Regions from separate parts of the Mus musculus genome. Here region 2 is linked to region 1. Evidence: chromatin contacts called from public Micro-C data. All regions are on one chromosome and are shown on one strand. The core of a region is the stretch at or near the end of the contact, and the rest is flanking DNA. Distances in the headings are between cores, read along the strand shown.

What was found. A called contact is a pair of places that touch in the nucleus more often than the background predicts.
Region 2: a contact with region 1 is called in a Micro-C map of granulosa cells, with 2.0 times the contacts expected there. The contact joins two enhancer-like sites. A contact is called at or near these places in 2 of 484 Hi-C or Micro-C datasets (granulosa cells and nephron progenitors), 5 of 115 datasets of contacts at active chromatin or transcription factors (astrocytes, embryonic basal ganglia, embryonic stem cells and 1 more) and 3 of 9 other capture datasets (embryonic stem cells, embryonic tail and embryonic trunk).

Annotation. Positions count from the first base shown.
Region 1 is chr16:72,697,682-72,702,866 of GRCm38.p6, reverse strand. The region is part of intron 1 of Robo1 (roundabout guidance receptor 1); the gene reads right to left. Among named protein-coding and RNA genes, the nearest start is that of Robo1, 37 kb to the right of the region's middle. Within about 2 kb of position 3,541, at least 40 of the 459 cell types and tissues checked have an H3K27ac peak or open chromatin away from gene starts, as enhancers often do. A contact at or near this core is called in granulosa cells, where this site is marked.
Region 2 is chr16:72,895,240-72,900,963 of GRCm38.p6, reverse strand. All of the region lies in intron 2 of Robo1 (roundabout guidance receptor 1), which reads right to left. Gm52248 (a long non-coding RNA gene) reads right to left here. Exons shown (of 2, transcript XR_003951923.1): 2 at 4,439-5,724. Among named protein-coding and RNA genes, the nearest start is that of Gm52248, 18 kb to the right of the region's middle. Within about 2 kb of position 3,738, at least 35 of the 459 cell types and tissues checked have an H3K27ac peak or open chromatin away from gene starts, as enhancers often do. A contact at or near this core is called in granulosa cells, where this site is marked.

The sequences.
Region 1 (5,185 bases), core at 2,292-4,791:
AAGTAATGATTCAAACAATAGACTCAAGTGGTTGTTTGTAGCCAGTCTTTGCTACTTTGTGGGTTCTTCTTCACCCTTTATTCCACCCTCACCCCGTTTCATCCCCTATCACTAGATACAGAGAGAGAATAGAGGTGCGTGAGATCCCCGTATTAATTTCTTTCCTTTTGTTTCTTCCTTGAGCATGACTACCAACAAAACACACACAACCCCCTGAACTACCAACAACAAACACACCACAGCTCTCGGGGGCCTAAGCAGTTCTACACCCTCTGAAAAGTTCCCAGAATTCCAAATGTCACACAATCACTGAAGCTCTCTGCAGCTCGCCAAGCCACGCCTCTCAGCTAGAGCAGGAAAGAAATCACAGTCAGCGGCTGTGGGCAGCCCAAGCAGTCCCACATCCCACACCTGGGGTTAAAACGAACACATACTCTCATAATATATGAGACAAATATCTCAGTGGTTTAAAAAACAAAACACGAAATTCCAGATTTGTCAATACTTTACCTAAGAGTAGGAATAACAACTTACTCCCAGGACTTTATCAGATCGGCAAATGTGGTCTCCTAGGCAGTTTTCAGAAAGTCTAACATACAGTCTGTCTATCTGTCTGTCTGTCTCGCGCGCGCGCAAAAAAGGGGATCACTACAACTTTTAAAACCAAAAGGAGACAAAGAAATGGCATTAAGCATTCTCCGTTGTCAACAGGAAGAGCTCTAAGCTGCTTAGCCTATCAGGTATAACCTTCCACAACCTGACCTGCTTTGCTTTCTTAAACTCCAGCTTCCACAGTTCCCCTCAGAGCTAGAAAAAGTCACATGACTCCTGGAGAAGCAAACCCATCTGGTTCCCCACTCACATGCTCCCTTCCTCCCCAGCCCATCCTCCTCATCCACGCGCTGTCCTCCCCTGCAATGTATATCATTATTAAAATACGGATGCGGATGCTGGCTTCAACAGACTTCATCCTGCAGCTTTGAATCATTCTTCTTCCTTTTTTTTTTTTTTAAACTCAAGTAGCAAGAAAGTAGCAAGTTCATTAATTCAGGAAATAGGACCTGAGGTGTGGAGGCAGATGTCTTCCTCCTGGGTAAAGCACATGATTAGCACAGGGTGACTCCCTAGATTCCATTCCTAGCACCAAAAGTCAGTAAGATATGCTTCATAACTACAACATATATCAAAAAATTTAGATTCAAGAACTTACCTATATAGATACAGATAATCACAATACAATTACTGGTGTGAACAGTATAGCATATTTGAATGACTAGGGGCATAGAGCCCTAGAGAGGCTATGCTAAAACTTTGGTATTCTGAGTATTACAATATACTACAAATATGTATTGCAGGTGTCATTATATATAGCCTTGGATGTCTTAAAGCTTGCTATGTAGACCAGGTTGTCATCAAAGTCACAGAGATCCACCTGCCTCTGCCTACGTTGTGTGGTGATTAAAAGCATGCACCACCATACCCGGCACCAATTTTTTAATGGCTAGTTTTGTTTATACTTTATTGCTTTCAAAAGTCACTTACACTGTGTGTGTGTGTGTGTCTGACTAAATACTTTAAATATATGTGTGTACGCATATATCTATGTGCATGTTAAATGTTCATGTACGTGTGTGAATTTTTTTGTGACAGCATTTCAGTCTATAGCTTGGATTATCTTAGAACTCACCATATAGCACAAGCTGACCTCAAACTTTCTGTGATCCTCCTGCTCAGCCTTCCAAGCACTGGCAACACGGTAACTGTGAAGTGCATGTAGCCAGGATACATACATGTTTCAGAACTTTGTCATTTTAGCCTCCCTTTCCCCATGCACAGGACTCTCTCGATCTATGATTACTGCTATCAAAGTCCACCATCTGTTAGGAACACAGAATCTGATCGGCCTCGTTAATTAGTTAATGACTAGAAGCCCCCTTAGCTCATGGCTCTCCAGGCTGATAAGTCCCAATGCATGGGACTGGCATCTGTTGAAATTAAAGTACGTTTAGACATATAAATCTAATAATGGCCTATATATTTACACATACAGAACCAATAAAATGAGATGCTTCCACCCCGTGGGAAGTTCAGTCAGCCAAGCTGGAGGCTGAGGAAGGAGAAGACAATGTCTACCCACAGCACTCAGTCATTTCAGCCAACTAACCCTATGCCTGGCTCTTTTGTACCAATGTTTTCAGACCAAGACCTTTCCAGCGTTTCCTTCTCCACGTTTGATGCTGACACTGCATAAAACACTGAGAAGACTAGCAGAGAAAGCAATACAATTGTGGCAGGAGGGTGGAACAGAGAGGGAGCCCTTCCGACCAGCACTCAAAGAAAGGCCGGAAGCCTCTCCCCACCCAGTCTGACCTATCATGCAAAACACCCCCTAAAGTGTGCAGCGCACAAATGCCCCAGTGTGTTCATCCACGAGCCACTGAGCCTTTGACCTCTCGCCGGCTCTCTCCACTCCACCGTCAGGTGTGCCCTTGGCTCTTATTAAACTATCTCTTCTATTACTGCAAATGTATGTCGGGCCAAATCTTTGTTCGGAAACATAAGAACTTAGCAGTCTCGCCAGGCACCCTCCCGACCCTAAGCCATGCTTAGCCTATAACTGTATCAATGTGTGAGTACAGTCATGCCAAAGTGCATATGTGGAGTCTTCGCGGTACTGTAGATGCCACCCGTAACATTGAAGGTCTTGTCGTTAGGCATCAGAACCATGGTATGTAACAGTCGTGTGTGTGTGTGTGTGTGTGTGTGTGTGTGTGACTCACTGTGAGGATACAAAATGTCTCTCGTAATGTTCCCCACAAGTCGCCAGCACCGAGATGCTCAAGAACCCCTGATCCTAATGGTTCCAGAGAGCCTGCTCCATCCGGAACCATCTGCACAATTAAAAGGAAGTGCTCAGGGACAAGGGAAAAGGCTGGACCATCCAAGGCTAGACCTCGTGCCTCTTCCGTAACTAAAATCTGGGTCCTGAGGCTGCAAGAGTTAACAAGAGAACACTGTATCCACAGTGCATTCTCAGCCCATTTACGCCCAGTCAAGGTCAAACGCTGCTCAAATCTGCACTCCCTCTGACTATTTACAAACCTCCTTATCCACACTAGTCCTCTTCAAGTTCTGCCATCGCTCTTCAGGACAGAAGTATTTATTTAATCAACAAGTACAGCTTGAGGAACATCAGGCTCTTATTCATGGCTAAGTAATTAAAAACGGAAAACACATCTCCGAATGCCTAATATATGCAGGCATTAATTGGTTCAATTGGCGAATGTTTCCCCAGACTGCATTTGTTTCTGGTGGATGGGCCCTACGTTCCCACCCATGCCTCCTGGCTTTCAGGGTTTGCTAATTAGTGCTTTCCTAATCCCATTCAGAAAACTAGAGCAAGTCTTTTGCCATTCCCCTTCCAGAAATGGGTGGTCATTGAGATTAGGTCAAGCCAGCTCAGCCTACAATGGCATCCTTAATCAGCCAACGCGAAATCAAAATGAGGCAAAAAAAAAAAAAAAAATCCTGGCTTTTATCTCACACTGTCTTTGGAGCTAATTAAAATGCAGGGGCTCTTCCTCCTGTGACAGCCCTGCTGTTCCATACACTAATAAGGCAACAAAAGGTGCTGAAAGCAACGGGCTGAATAATTGTTGAAATTTACAGTTCCTTAATGGCAACTGTTAAAAGATTTCTGCCTCTTCCATAGAGTCTATTGCCTTCTGCTAAAGCCTCACCAAAGAGTTCTGCTCCCGAATTCATAGTAAGAATCACACACATTCGTAGGGGATTGTGTTCCTCTAAAGGGATGTCCCTTTTTTTGTTTGTTTGGTTTGGTTTTCTATTCCTTAGTTGGCTTTTTACACACTCTACTAACCAAAGAGTTAAATAAATACCACCATGCTTTTTAAAATATGTCCCCAGAGTATGATGGGGGCGGGGAGGGGGGAATGGGGAGGTTGTCTGTTGCCTTAAAGGAATCTCTGAGAGTCTGTTGGTATAATACAGACAAAGGTGAGAGGAGAAATGGAAAACACAAATTACAGGCAAAAGAAGAAAGAAAGAAAGAAAGAAAGAAAGAAAGAAAGAAAGAAAGAAAGAAAGAAAGAAAGGAAGGAAGAAAGAAGGAAGGAAAGAAGGAAAGAAAGAAAATGCACACAGAGCCAGCTACATGTGCAAGTTGGGATTAGAACCTTCCTAGTCAACCAAAAGAAAATTTTAAATTAATAACCAACCTTAATAAAAAAAAAATTCCCTCCTCAGCTAGAGTAAGCTTTTGATCTGACTGCTTCCCTCCCTCCGGGTATTTCTTTATGTTTATTAAAATGCACCTCCAGCATGTTACAAGTAAAACAATAATTTCCTACACTTAAATACATGTACAAGCATATAATTTGGGGATACAGTTGCCAAGGAACACCACATGTTCCAAACGCATATACTAAATTAAATCCACATTATAATTATATTGAAAAATCAATACATTCGGAGGGGATTCAACACGTTCAAAGAGTCGCAAACTGTAATTGTGAGAAAGTGACCTACCTACCTCCCTGAGCCCTGGCAGGATGTAAGACACCTGGACAGGAGGTGGGTGCCCACCTCAAAAGCCTGAGCATAAAAACATCTTAAGAGGTTCTAATCTCTCCTGGCACCATGTCACACTGCCATGGTGATGTGTTATCACTAAGAGGTACCCAAGGCAACCTTGAAGCTGCATGTACAAGCTCCCAAATCAGATATATATGGATGATATAGAAATAAAACACTCTTTCCAAGAGAAGAATTATTCCACACTCAAAAAGTTAAATATCTGCACCACAGGCTTTTGGAAAAGCAGTCACCCTGTCACCTGATATTAAAATAAAACAGAGTGGGCAATGGTGGTACACACCTTTGATCCCAGCACTTAGGAGGCAGAGGCTGGGGGAATCTCTAAATTCTAGGCCAACCTGGTGTACAGAGTGAGTTCCAGATAGCCAAGGTTATGCATAGAAGTACTCTTGAAAAACGAAACAAACAAACAACAACAACAAAACCCAAAAACCATAGTATCAATTATTATTTACAGCATAGAAAGACAAGTAGTAAAAATATATTCTTTTTCAGATGAAAACTAGCTTCTTGGGTCTTTGCCACTTACTTGTTATGTGTGTGCAATTTTTAAAATGTCAAGACATGT
Region 2 (5,724 bases), core at 2,489-4,988, 200 kb before region 1:
CTATAAACGGCCTTATAGGTCTTCACACGAATTCTCATAACTCCCCTGTCTCAGTACTTTGAAGACCATCTCAGATTCTCTGTATTCCCTAACCACACACTGTACAGCCATGACCTGCACGCCTTTGCCTTCACAAACCATAGCCTCGCAGTGCTGTTAGGAACCTGACAGTGTGCCTTCCAAAGTTCTTGTCTTAGAAATTAATGACTTACGGGTTGCTGAGGTGGCTGGGTGGGTAAAGAAAGCTGAGTTCTGTCTCTGGAACATAGATGGGGAAATGAGAACCAACTGAATTTTGTTGTCCTATAAGACCTCTACACATGAACAACCCAGACAGTGTGAGGGAGAAAACAAACAAAGGAATATATATATAAGGGAGCAACAGAAATGGCTTAGGACTAGAGATGACCTGAGGTAGGTTCCCAGTACTCACACAACGACTTACAACCATTGGTAAATCTAGTACCAGGGATCTGATGCTGTCTTCTGGCCATTTTGGCTTCTGCAGCACCAGATATACAGGTGGTACACACACATACATGCGGATAAAACACCCATTTCATAATAAAGTGAAATCAAATAAAATCAAACTGTAAAATGAGAATCTAAAAACTTAGGACTCCTCAAGGGAGAGAAACAGGTCACCAAAACAATGAAAAAAGTATAATAACGTGGTAATGTTTGTAACACAGTAGCTTAACAAGTGTCCACTGGTCACTGCCACCTCAGATAGTCCTCAGAACCAACTCAGAAGAAAGTGAGGTTACTGAATTTGTGACACAAAGGGGGAATGAATGTTTAAAGAATCAAGAGCAAGCCTAAATCAGCTCTCTAGCCACATAGGGAAATTCTCCACCCAGTGGCTGGTCTATCAGTCTTGTGTGAACACTATTTGCAATTCCAAACACTTAAGTATCCTAATGTAACTAATATTTCAGCTTCCTTCCAATGGAACAGAAGTTCACTGAGAAATTTCCCTCCTGACAGTCATATGGCTATCTTCTTAACATTCTGTCCTCAGACTCTGCCACGTTTGGAAGGGACCTCTTCACATTTTGAACGGCACATTGAGAGTCAGAATTCATTATCCAGAATGCATATGATGTGTTATTTCTCTCGTCAACAGTTTATTTCAACTCAAACCCAACGGAACAGGATGTACAAGAATAAGCATTTTAATTTAATTGAACAGAGGCATTTTAATGAGAACTGGGTATCTTGGGAGAAAAACAAAAGAAGGTAGCACACAGTCATGAGATCTATTTTTCTCCACAAAAGGGAATCCTATCAATGAAACAATGCAGCAAATAGGAAATGTTTATGAGGAGAGAAGAAACAAAAAGCGAGGGTACCGGAGAGGAAATCAAGCTAGGGTAACTTGTAGTTGCTAAGTAATATATGTTTGTGCCGAGTAAGGCACTGTATTCTCTCAAACTTAAACAATTTTTCAACTTGGAGTAGTTCATAAATGACTCACCTTTACAATACACCTTGACCTCTATCTTGGAATGCCAACTTGCACTAAGAATTGTTATTTAATTTCAAAATTAATTCTTTGAGATGGGATATCTGTCCTAATTGTAAATGTTGTGCCTGGTAAATATGCTATAAAGCTCTTCAATTTTTCTAATACAAGATAAAATATATGATATATATCAAGTCTTTGGTTAGGGAGTTGGCTCACTTAACAATAGGCTTACTGTACAAGCAAGGGGACATGAGATGGATCCGAATTATCCACATAACAGCGGGCAGTGGTATGTACTTATAATCTCATTGGCGTGTAGAAAAAGGCATATTCCAGAGACTCAGTGGCCAGCTTGCCAGCCAAACAGAATGAGTGAGGTCTGGGCCTGTGAAACACTCTGTCTCCTAAAGCAAGGTGAATGGCTCACAGGAATGACACTGGGAACGTCCTGTGCCAGACGCACGTGCGCGCGCGCGCACACACACACACACACACACACACACACGCACGCACGCACGCACGCACGCACGCACGCACGCACGCACGCACGCACGCGCAGACCACAGCAACCCTCCCCAATCCAAAATCCTTGTCAGAAAGAGAAATTGAATAGGATTTCAGGCAGGTTGTTTTGAATGACCAGATATGCTTTGGGGGCTGCACAGGAATGTACAGGGATATCTAAACTGTTCGCTTTCCTGACTGTTTGTTGGGAAGTGATACTTAGAGGACAAAAAAGATTTAAATATCTCAAAATATTCTTAAGTCATCAATCAAATTTTAACTTTAAATAGTCCACATGTACAAGAAGATATGGCATTAAGTATGAGAACGAAAGGGACAGGGTGTGAAATAATACTTCATCCAGTGATGCGCCTTTAAAGGCACCATCTTGTAATGATATCAATGCCATTCTTTTCTAAAACATTACCTTCAAATATCGGATCTGTGCAGGGCGTTGAGCTTACAGAAATTGTTACCACATTCAGTTTTTCATGTTGACATGGGATCTATCTAGGAGTGTTCTTCCATAATTACACCATCTCTACAAGTGGTTTTAATGCATGCCACTTTATTTTAGAATGGTACATTTCGCTTTGGTTAAGCCCTGGTGGGGGGTGGGGCATGATATGCTGAAGAAGCGCTCGTTTCTCAAAGGCTGGAGCTTCTGAGATTTCAGAAGCTGCTGAATCTCCATCTTGGGAAAGAAGTTTACTGTCTACTTAAAAATTATGTTTGCCTACTCAGCTGGTGCTGGAAGACAGCACGTGTCAGTCAGTCTTAGGGAAGTGATAAGCAAATCACTGCAAACAGAAAGAGATCCTACTAGCAGAACAGAAGTACCTGGTAGTAATCTGTTCCTTTACATAAGGCATGCAGAAGGAGCCAGCTCAGTTAACACATGGGAATGTTCCCTCGGTCGGGTTCTGCTGGGCTGCAGTACTGGCGCCATGTTGTTCTTGGCCATTTTCCCCCACCATTATGATGCAGCTGGGGGGTGGGGGGTGGGGGGTGGGGAAACTAAGACCTTTTGTATATTGGGCAAAAATCAATGTTCGGTCTGCACTTACTTGTGATCTCTATTTCCATTTTGCAGAAGCCTCGACAACATTGTGATTCTTCCTGCTCTATGCCCTAGGATACTTCCCAGCATTTATTACAATGGCACCAATTTATGGAATCAAAGGATAGGTTGGTTTGGCATGCTAGGTCACAGTGAACATCTGTAACACATTCCAGAGAAAAGTGGACATTCATAAGAATAGACTTTCAAATAGCCAAGTCCCAGCAGATTAGAAAGTCTGGGGTAACGTAAGAAAAAAATCTGGAATATTGAAGGAGGTAAGCCAAGTGGATAACTCATGTCCTTTATGTTAAAACTGTCAGTAACCTACTGGACGGGCGTGCATCTTACATGCTTGAATATAAAGTGTGAGTGAAATTAATTTACTACTGAAAACTGCCTTACTTATGAGGCAGAAATTTATTGGCCTGTGACGCATCTGAGTTAGAAAACGGAAGTGGCACATTTCAGAATTACCAGTGCTTCTTGGAGAACCTTGTGACTGTGATAAGTAGACTTACAATGACTCAGTTATTCCCACACGAAACGGAGTTTTACGCTCGATCTCGATAGGGTTATTATGAAAACTAATTATTTAATGTTTATACAGGACTTGCCATTTTTATGGGGCATTACATCTACAAAGAAGTATTGCTATTAGTCACTGGGTAAGGAATTGCCAAATTTCTCAGCTGCCAGTACAAATGTGGAAGGAGGACAAAGAATGCCATTGACGAGGCCGCCTAAGCGCCAGAGTCAAAGTCACACTCAGGGATACCCTGGCAGGGTTAAAACAACAGAGACGAAATGGGGATATCTGAGCTATGGGACCCTGATTAGAGCAGGAGAGGAAGGCATTCTTTCTTTCTCCCATCAAACCAACTTTATATTCAGTATTCCACACTCAAAGAGTCTTTAGGCAAAAGAAAACTCTTCTGCATTTACTGCCTGCCTCTAGCTGAAGGTCAACTCCATGAGAACAATCACTTCCATATCACCGCTGCTCCGAACAGTGGGGAAGATATAGTAAGCACCCGCCAAGGTTCACTGTGCACTACGTGTACACTGGATATTAGGTATGGAATGGTGACAGCGACCAGCAGGAACCCTAGTCTCACAAAGCTCTGAGATAAAGGGAGGGCGACAGACAATATTTAAGTGAATGCTGTGGGTAATATATCATGGTAAATAAACAATTATTTATTGTATATTACTAAAAATGAGCACACATATATTTATGTGTACAGATGTACAATCAATATTATGTATTATTCTGCATATCATAATATGTAACATATTGCGTATATATGATTATGAACGCTGCTTTCCTAACACTGTAGCTCCCTTGGGAGAGAGAGAGAGAGAGCATTCAGCCCCTGCTCTCTGGCTGACAGGGTTTAAGACTGTTTTTTTTTTTTTTTTTTTGCTGAGAGCTGCAAACACTAACAAGCGCTGACTAAAGATGCAGGGGATTAAATTAGCTGAAAGACATCATTTTATAAATCACCTTAATGATGCTAGCTTTATCAACAATTCCACTTTGTGCAATATGCCACTTAGTCACCCTGAGGAAGTATTAGATGCGAAAGAAAAGTTTCGAAGATGATAACAAGATAAAAATACGTAACCGCGTCAAAATGTCGCATGTTATGATCCATTCTTGAATGCTGACTTCAGGAATCCATTTTTTTTTCTTATTGTCACTACATATTGGAAAGAAAACGTCTACAATCCAGGGAAATTTCAAGCTGCAAAATGTGTAGTTCGCAACCAATCCTTCCCAGAAGTTCATTGTTATAGGTGAATTGACTGAAGGCAAATCATATATAGAGAACAACCAGGAGGTTAGTGCATGCCTTGGTGTCCTGCTCAGCTTGTGAGACGGTGACAACACATTGTACCATGAAGACTCCTGCCTCACACAGAAAGAGAGTCCTGGTTGTGTCTTGATGCCTTAAAAATTCAGCTCCACCTGTAGTCCAAACCATGGGCAAAGCGAGGTGCGATGGACATCCGGATGCTTGACAAAAGATGCTTGTGATGGTCCACTCGGACAGCTTGGCATATGGACTTCCTGATGCCTCCGAAGTCTTAGCCAAGCTGGTTCGGTAGTTACCACAGTTATGTGATAAAGACAAATATAAATCATCTGCAACCAAGAACTTCACCAAGGACAGATTCAAATGCAACAAATGAACGAATCATAGACACGGCTCACAAAGATTAAAAGACAGAGGAAGGAAAAAAAAAGATAGACCAAAATCTGTTCAAAGTTGTTCTTCATAATATCTAGTCTGTAACAGGCACTAAATTTAAATAAATAAATAAATAAATAAATAAATAAATAAATAAATAAATAAATAAGCAAGCAAGCTACGGGTATAGAGATAGCCAGCCTGAAAAGTGTTTTCCATGCAAGTCCGAGGACCTAAGTTCAGATCTCCAGTTCTCACTGAAAAGCCGAGTGAGTATAGCAGTCTATCTGTCACCCCAACACTGCAGAAGCTGAGACAGGCAGATACCCAGCCCTCCCTGGCTAGCTGATTTCAGCAAGCCAGTGAGCTCCAGAGTCAGGGAGAGACTCTGATGCAAAGAGTAAGTAGGTGAACAACTGAGCAAGACCCCTGTATGGACCTGAAGCCTCTCTGAGCAGATGCACACACCCACACATATTCAAACACATACACACACA